Regions from separate parts of the Mus musculus genome. Here region 2 is linked to region 1. The links are chromatin contacts, called in public HiChIP or PLAC-seq maps. All regions are on one chromosome and are shown on one strand. The core of a region is the stretch at or near the end of the contact, and the rest is flanking DNA. Distances in the headings are between cores, read along the strand shown.

The links. HiChIP or PLAC-seq counts read pairs in DNA pulled down with a chosen protein or histone mark.
Region 2: a CTCF HiChIP or PLAC-seq map of the NIH/3T3 cell line shows a contact between it and region 1, with 19 read pairs. The contact joins two enhancer-like sites. A contact is called at or near these places in 1 of 15 datasets of contacts at CTCF or cohesin (the NIH/3T3 cell line), 3 of 115 datasets of contacts at active chromatin or transcription factors (the HPC-7 cell line, embryonic stem cells and pancreatic cancer cells) and 1 of 9 other capture datasets (embryonic stem cells).

What each region holds. Positions count from the first base shown.
Region 1 is chr17:44,586,354-44,590,732 of GRCm38.p6, forward strand. It overlaps a transcript of Runx2 not described here. Among named protein-coding and RNA genes, the nearest start is that of Runx2os3, 27 kb to the left of the region's middle. Within about 2 kb of position 1,823, at least 49 of the 459 cell types and tissues checked have an H3K27ac peak or open chromatin away from gene starts, as enhancers often do. A contact at or near this core is called in the NIH/3T3 cell line and pancreatic cancer cells, where this site is marked.
Region 2 is chr17:44,707,845-44,712,304 of GRCm38.p6, forward strand. The region is part of intron 3 of Runx2 (runt related transcription factor 2); the gene reads right to left. Among named protein-coding and RNA genes, the nearest start is that of Runx2, 27 kb to the right of the region's middle. Within about 2 kb of position 2,172, at least 161 of the 459 cell types and tissues checked have an H3K27ac peak or open chromatin away from gene starts, as enhancers often do. A contact at or near this core is called in the NIH/3T3 cell line and pancreatic cancer cells, where this site is marked.

The sequences.
Region 1 (4,379 bases), core at 573-3,072:
CTCCCAGACAGCCCCCTCCCCTGGCAACAGCGTCAGAGCCTTCACTGGCCATGGTCTCTCTGCTCACAGTGACAGCTGCATAGTATGGGAGAAATTATTTAACACTCTTTCTTTCAGAGGGAAGCTGCCTATTCCTAACTTGGGGTACACATGTGACTTCTTTGACCAATGTAATATGGAGAAAGTAAGTCAGGTGACCTCTGAGGAATTGTCATATGGTTTTTCTGGGACATTTGTTCTAGAGGTCCACCACGGAAGCAGTCTAATAGAAGGCTCTATGTCAGCTGTGGCCCTCCTTCAGTCATCTCTGCCCAGGTACTTAGCAGTGACTGAAGATTCCTCAGAAGATTCTAGTCGCAACTTTCAAGCACCCTTCTCTCTCTCTGTGTCCCTCCTCCTTCCTCCTGCCCCCTTCTTGGTGTATGTGTGCATGTGTGCTGGTGTGCTGTGTACAGATGTGCAGGTGTGCTCAGGTATGTATGGAAGTCTGATGACAACATCGGGTGTCTTCCTTTAGGAATGTCATCTACCTTCTTTGAGACAGTCTTTTACCGGCCTGAAGCTCAGCATGAGGCCAGGCCTGGCTGGGGATCTTCACATCACTGCCTCTCCAGTGCTAGGATAACACGCACCAACATGCCTAGCTTTGGGGAAAAAAAATAGGACCGCTTCAAAAAGAGTTCGGGTCTTCAGGTCAAGCAGTATTTACACCCGTGCTATGTTCGTTCAAATCCGTGACCCTCAGAACCTGTGAGCATTAGATATTGCTTTTATCCTAACTGGATAAAAAGCTCAGAGGAAGAGAAAGCAAAGCCTCGATCTCATAGAATCCAGGCTCCATGATCCGCTGCTGAACAGGAAAACTTGAATTCCATAGACCAAAATGCCCTCACTCCTTGTCCCTACATCGATTCCCCGGGTTAGCTGGAAAGGGGGAGTCAATGTTGGTCACACATAAAATTATCTGCAGTAGACCTGGCCGTAGAGGGAAAGAGTCAGCCAGGAAAAACAGACTTTCTATATTTTTTAAACTTTATTGTTTAGAACTTTGTCCTTTAAAATAATTTTTTTACTCTAAAAACAAATTGCTGCGAAGAGAGAGGACTCTTCTGCAACTTGGGAGATTTTCATGTTGATATCTGTTAATATTTTAATTGGACCTGCTTATTTGTTTAATGTTTTCCTTTGTTTCTTAGGCTAACCTGTCCCTTTCTGGCCAGTCCACATTCCTTAGGGTCACGTGGAATATATTATGCCCAAAGTCACTTGATGTGAAACCATGACACACATCCTTTAGGGCCTTCGACATCTCTGAAGCAGGCAGAGGAGCCTGGGATAAAGGGATCTGCCAAGATGTCATTTAAACGTGTATAATTGACCAGCATCACTGGGCTCCTTGTGGTCATTTATAAATTGGGCTTAACGATTTCTAAGATTTCCTTTTGTAACATGTCAGAATGAAGCCTGCATTCATCATGTGTTTGTTCTACAGCCAGGTACCACATATACCTTTGAGATCATTTCATGTATTCTTTAAGGGGGAAAAAAATCCGTGAGAACCACATACCCGTGGCTCTTATGAGGACGTGAGACCTGGCGAGGTGACCCCCATAACTGGAGCTGGGAGTGGGTTAGAACTGTGCATTCAGCATGGGCACCGCCAGAAGATGCTGAATCTCCTTTCTACCTTGTTTCCCAGTCCTGTGCCTTGTGTTCCAAATCTTGCAGAATCTCATTCCGTGGTCGGTAATCTGCCATGGTTAGAAGGGAAGGTCCAAACTGCATTCCTATGCGCTCTCATCAGCTGCTTTGACTGCTGAGAAACAATAGCCTCTTTCTCTGGAGTCTCTCTTTCTGCTTCCCTGAAAAGGTGGCTCTTTGGACCCTGCTGAGTGTCTGAGTGACAGCAGGCCAGCCCTGCCAACCCAACTGCCTCTAGGTGCCCAAGGCATTTCTAGAGGAATCCTGCCACCCAGCTCTTACCTGCAGAGCTTGAAACTGTTAAGGGGTGTACACTGTTATTGTCTCCTTAATAAGGTCCCTCAACTATTTGACACCTACTTATTAGTTCATCGAAGGACTCAAGGGAGCAAATAATGAGTCCTTTATCAAAACACTCGGGACCCATTCATTTCCACATAGCACAGGCCTTTTGCATTACAGAGATAGCTCTTGCCCTTGTACTCTGATGAAGGGATGTCTGGCTGGGTAGGGGTGCTTCCTCCTTCAGCTCTCTTTTCCCTGCACATCTGTAACTGATACTACAGGGGTAGTTATTAAGTGTTCAAGTCCCAGGAAGCTCTGACATGGATCATTGAGAACGGACTTTCACAGGGATTCAACTACAAGGGGCAGTTGTTTCTCCTGCCATAACTCAAGGCTGGCTCATGTGACAGACTCTGACCAACATGAGCACAGTAGAAGTAGTCTTCGCTCCAGAGGAGACCTTAAAGGTCTAGAGTTTCTATCTTTGTGCTTCTTGGAAACCTTTACCATGAAGGAACTCTGACAACCCTAAGACCACCACAGTGTGTGGAATTCCAGGCATGAGGAGAAGAGGAAGATGAGGAGAAGGAGAAGGGAGGAGAAAGAAAAGGAGGAGGGGAAGGAAGAGGAGAAATGAAGATTGAAAAGGAGGAGGAACAGGGGTGGGGGGTGAGGGGAGGAGAAAGATCCTATTAAGAACTAGGCCCATCCCATAAGAGAAAGCTTCTTGGATTTGCCAGTCCAGCCTCAGCTGAATACAGCCAAGAACAAGACAATAGCAAAATCCCCTGTGGTGCAAAACCACCCTGTTGAGCTCTGCCAACAACCCTGACCCACAGAGCTGAACTGTTAAAAATACATGGCTGCTGTTTGAGACCACTAAGCCATGATGTAATTTCATAGTTAGCACTAGGTACAACGTAATCGTAATGGATTGTCACATTACGATTACGTACATACAGGTCAGCCTACATTCACCATGTCAGAGCAACCAGGGTCAAAGACAGGATGCCTTTGCAGAGGAGGGGCCCGGTGGCTTGTGGGAGTAGCTGGATGAATACAAGGATGATAAAGGGGGAGAAAATTCTACAGGACGTTACTTATAGGCTTCCTAGCATGTGTCTTAAACAGTCATAAGATTTACCAATTTTTTTTTTCAGTTGCAACCACCTACTGCTTTAGATATGGGGAGTTAGTCTGAGTTTGGCCCAAAGTGATCTGCTATAAGACTATTTCAAAGTCCTATTTGTTTTTACAAATCCTATGAATTTCATAGTGCATATTTAAACATAAAAATGATCGAAGTCACTAACCTATTAAATGATTAAACTTTACTGGTCCCAACGGTCTATTACACCCTCCCTAGACCACAAAGACCCCTCCCCTTGGGGCTAAACAACTGGAATCTTTCTAAGGGTCTAGGCCACCTCTGGCTTCTGTATTCTACATTCCTGTTTCAGTCTCATCCTGAAGCCATCCTTAGATCCGTAAGGATCCCAACAAGAGAGACCACCTCCTACCTGTTCAGATGGGGGCTAATAGCAATCCAGTCCTGTCTCACGGTGTCCATCCCACAGAGGCATAGAGTGTTTGAAAGGAAATCTAAGGCCGTACTTCATCTTTTAGGAACACACTTACGGGCTCCACCAACTTTTTTTTTTTTTTAATCTTAAAGCAGAAAATTCACATTCTTACCTATAGCTTATGTAGATACATTGCCACTTGGAAGCAAAATTGAAGGAAGCCTTTCTTATTGTTTGCCATTTTAAAACGATTACCCTGTGGGACAATATGGATTGAAGTCTGGATTGAAAAAGGTAGCAGTCAGCATCCCAGGGAGGGCTTTTTCTAGATCTGGGTCAGGCTGCTCCCCCTGCCCAACTTGCAAGCTGGGGCTGCCTGGTGCCAGATTTGGATATCTCCCAACACAAACGAAAGAAGTAAGATGCGTCCTGGGATAGGGGTGTGCGCTAGAGACTGGGAATGTGGAGGGTTTGAAAGATTCTGGGTCTCCTGCTGAGGAGTAGCTTCCATAGAAAATGATTCCCACTCCACCGCCACCCAAGGGCCTCAAAGGCTGATACTATGTTACTACGTTACTATGTTACTACGATACTATGTTACTATGTTACTACGATACTACGTTACCATGTTACTATAATGTCCAGACCCTGGCTCTCCCATGCCCCAAACTTAGCCCAAAGTTAGCTGCTCTGTGTAATAAATACTCCCTCCCAATCCTCCCTGAAAACAGAACCACGTTTTATTTAAAAATCACAGAGCCCTAACAAGACACCATATAAAAACTAAGGTAAATGGACCAATTTGTATTAAAAGCTGGATTCAGGGACTGGGCTCAGTCAGTAAAAAGCTCCCTTGCCATCAAGGAGCCC
Region 2 (4,460 bases), core at 922-3,421, 120 kb after region 1:
TTCTCGCCCTTTCCTTGCCTCCTCTTAGGGGATATTCTTTCCCAGCTCCTCCCCACTGCCCTGCTGAACTCTTCATGGCTCCCAGGAGTAGGCACTTAAAGCCACTCCCCTTTCTCTTTTCCAGGAGAGTTTATCTGCTCCACATTCCACTCTCTTACCCTCTACTCCAGCCAGTAATGGCCTGGGAGTCTTAACTCAAAGGACTACCTAGGAGTGTGGATCTCAGATAGATGGATCACCTCTAGTACTTCGCGGAAGCCGGCTCACCCAACTGCTGACATTCAGAAACAAAAACTGAGCACCAACTACCCTGATGACACCACAGGCTGTCATCAGAGGGAACACAGAAGGACCTAGATTAAGAGAATGGGAAGCAAGGCCAGAATAGTGGGTGACTAGATCAATGACTGTCACCAGTAATGTAAGGTCAGTATAACAGGTTATACCACTGGGGACTAATCCTGAAAGTCTGAAATAAGGGCAAACTAGAATGTCACTCATCAGGAAGTATGGCAACTGCAGTTTAGAACATGTAGACCTTTTTTCTTTACAAGGACAGACAGCATGATTAATTTGTTAAGAAGATTATGAACACTACACTGGTGAATGTAACCAGCAAAAGGAAAGAATTACAGAATGCTTTTCCTCCTCGGAGGGGAAGAGGCGCCATGTGTATCTAGAATAAAACTAGACAAGGAAAATTCTATGGCAGGAAATCTTTGCAAGAGAAGGTAAGTTCAAAATATAGACGCCCCACCACCACAACCACCACAAAAAAAAAAAAAACAAAAAAAAAAACCACTCCTACTTTAAAATTACAGCAGCAGCAACAATAACAAAAACATATTCTGAAGTAGTGTACCAGCCATGAACAGTACACTCAGCCCCCTGTGAGAACCGACCCACAGCCAACGACGGTGCTTAATGCTGGTGTCCGAGGTCTCCAAGAGGAGCAGAGACTTATGATGCGTGCACTCTGGCTGTCTCTGTTTACTTTCTACATCTTACTTGCCAAGACCTTGGCAAGTAGAAATCACTCAGCAATTCTTCCTCTCTGCCTTGAACTCTGCTCCTACAGAAGGAGGTTCCCATCACATTTATTTATTTATTTATTTTGCTCATGAACACAAGCCTGACTTAACTGTTTCTGGAGATGTTATAAGTTAAAGCCTCAACCTTCAATTTTTAACGGAAAGGCTTTGGTCTACTAGCAAATAGGCTTTCAGCACCAGAGAACAGCAGACTAGTAGAGAACAGCAGACTAGTAGAGAGGTTACCAGAAGCACAGGGTAGCCTTTCACTTGCTACTTGGGCGCCACATCATAAAGAGTCTCTTCTTTTAACCATCATTTATAAAGGCCGTATTAATCCTTAAGAACTCAGTGTTTTTATGTTCTCTTTGCTTCCCAAATCACTTCAAAGTCAAGAACAATTACGTTCCCATAAGTTGCCCCAATTAAAACTTACACGTGAATTTTATGTGAAGGGAAAGCCATGCTTCAGTTGACAGCATAAATGTCATCAATATGAAAATCCTACCTAGGAACAATTATGGCCACAAAAAAAAAGTAAAACAATCACTCTCTCTCCCACTATCATCTGTCAGTATAAACTATGCTATACAAATCAAGTAGCCACTGGGTAAAATACTACATGACCCAAAACAGAAGCAAGGGATCTCTCAGTGATCTATCACAAGTTGTTTCTCAGAAGAAAGAAAAGCCATTTTCATAAATAAGAAACCTCCCCATTTTAAAAAAAAATCAATCTTTTTTTTTCAGTCCCTAGCACTATTTTAAGAACAAACCGTTCCTGACCTGAGAAAGTACTGACACATTCGAATGGAGCCTGCGTGTGGATTGAGAACCCTAGAACACACGTATCATTTGAATGCTATATTTAGTTAGAAATAAATCCATCAACTGGGATGGGATGCATGTGGAAAGTGGGCCTCCCCAGCAAGGCTGCTGTTAACTCCAGTCCCAGGCGATGAGAAAGCAAGCCTAGCGGGGGGGGGGGGGGGGGTAGCCAGGGGAGTGCACAGGAGGGACATGAGCATGTTTTAACGGCTGTGATAATTTGCCATGAAAGGATGCTAAGGCCATAGCTCCTTGCTGCAGCATGCCATGCGCTCCTGAATTAAATTACTGCCATGCAGTCTGCTAGCGAAGGAATGTGTAAACAGGCCATATAGCCTTGCATCAGTCCCAGACTCTTGCACAACGCAAAATGCCTCTCGATGTGTCATTTCCTTCTTGGCCACCTTCCCAGCTCCTGACAGTCAGTCAACAACAGAAAGAAAAGTACTGAAAGAGATTTAAAACTGCTCTTCTAGAGAGCACATTCCACCAAATTCTACCAGACACCAGGGCCAACCTCCACCAGCACTGTTTCCTTAAAGAGAGGGGGTGAGTACGGGAAGGGATCTTCCTGCTGTTACTAGAATTTTAAAATAATATTTTATATAGTAGGGGGCCAAATGACTGGCATCTATACCAATCAAGCTGCTCTTTATAGATGCAAGTTTGCAAATATCAAAATATGGAACTTGCCTGTAATTTCCTTTGCTTGGGGACCTTGGAAAACAGTGAGCAAGCCAGGTGAAAATCTAGTAGTCAAATGCTTAGGGCTGAGGAGACGGTCTGATTAGTAAAGGCCTGCTACACAAACCTGAGGCCTGAGTGCAGAGTTCCTCACACCCGCATTAAAGGCTGAGCACAGCAGTGCAGGCCTGAGGTGCCAGGGCTGAGGTGGAAGACCCGTGAAGATCCTAGGGACTCATCTGCAGACTCAGTGAGAGACCTGGCCTCAGAAACGACATTAACCTTTGACCTTCACACAACGCTCACAAATGTGCATGTAGACCCCACACACTTGTGCTATATGCACACACGCACACACATTCATATGTAAGCATGTACACCCACCACCACACAGTTACCTACACATGTGCATGCAGACACACACACACAGACACACACACATACACACTTACATGTGTACATGCACCCCACACACATGTGTGTACATGAATATGTACACACAGACACAGAGAAAGAGAGACAGACAGACAGATAGACTGACAGGCAGGCAGGCAGAGACATAGAGGGAGAACTTAAGGGCTTTTTATTCATGTTTCTCAGGGAAAACTAGACTTCAGGCTACTGGCATCAGTACAGGGCCCAGGAAATGCCTTCATAGACAGCAGGGATGTAGAGATAGGAAGCTCTCCCAGAAACAGCACATAATCTTAAAGTGTTTCTACACTTCATCCATGTGACACAGCTTACCTGTCCCCGCCCACCTCTGTTCACGAGTGACCAGTCTCTAAATACTCATCCACCATTCCTAAGCAAGCAAAAGTCACGGCCAGCCATCAGAAAAAGCTCAAGAAGGATACAAAGTAATGGCAGAGAAGAAGGGTGAGCCATCCCAGATGTTATCTGGAATGAGGAAGAGAAAGCCTTAACCCTCCAGTCCTCTCCAGCACTTCATAGGCCTGGGGGACAGCCCAGAACCCAATAGAGCTACACAAAGAGCAAGGAGACACTGCTTTGACCCCTGCCTTCAGTGTAGTAAGGTAAAACTTCTGCCAGCAGACATGTCTCAGGAATATGGAGGAAGGGCTGGAGGGAAAATTCAGCAGCTAAGAGCACTCACTGGTCTTGCAGAGGACCATGTTGGGGTTCTCAGGCACCCCCACTGGGAAGCTCACAATGACCTGTGACTCCAGCCCCAAAAGCTCCAAAGTCCTTTTCTGGCCTCTGCAAATGCCCACACCCATAGGCTCAGGCCCATACACAGACATGCGCACACACATAAATAAAAATAAATCTTGAAGGAACAACAACAACAACAAAAAAAGAATACAGAGGAATAAAGCCTCTTTAGAGAACAAAATTTGTTGATGCAATTGGGGACCATTGGAAATCTGTAAAACAGGAGGAAGAAGCAGTTTGTCTTCAGGACCCAGGTCACAAGCTACACAAACCACCATACTAAGGCTTCCTTCAAACACAGTGACTTCCCAGACACTGAAGAGAAGAGACGAGCAGAGAGAGGTGGTGCTACCTCCCCGTGCCCTGCACCTGTGGGAAAGGGATTAGAATGCTGAGGCCAAAGCAGGGTTCTCCAGGGCTTCTCCATTCTCCCAACGTGGCAGGGGGAGGTGGCCAGCCACATCGAACAAAGTCCTGCAGGGAGCATAGACTCGGGTATTTTGAATCTCTCCTTGAGAGTAGATGGCTTACTTCCTGGAGGTTCAATGCACAGAAATGCTCAGATGTCCACTCACTCACATATACCTGTTACATGTCAAACATGGATGGCACCAACGATGAGATTTCAGGCTTGGATACTTGTGGATGCATAGTTCTGCTGGGGGATACTGTGCTGCTAAGGCAGCCTTGTAACATCATTTTTTTCCTTCTCTCCTATGGATATTGGTGTGGCTCCCTTTG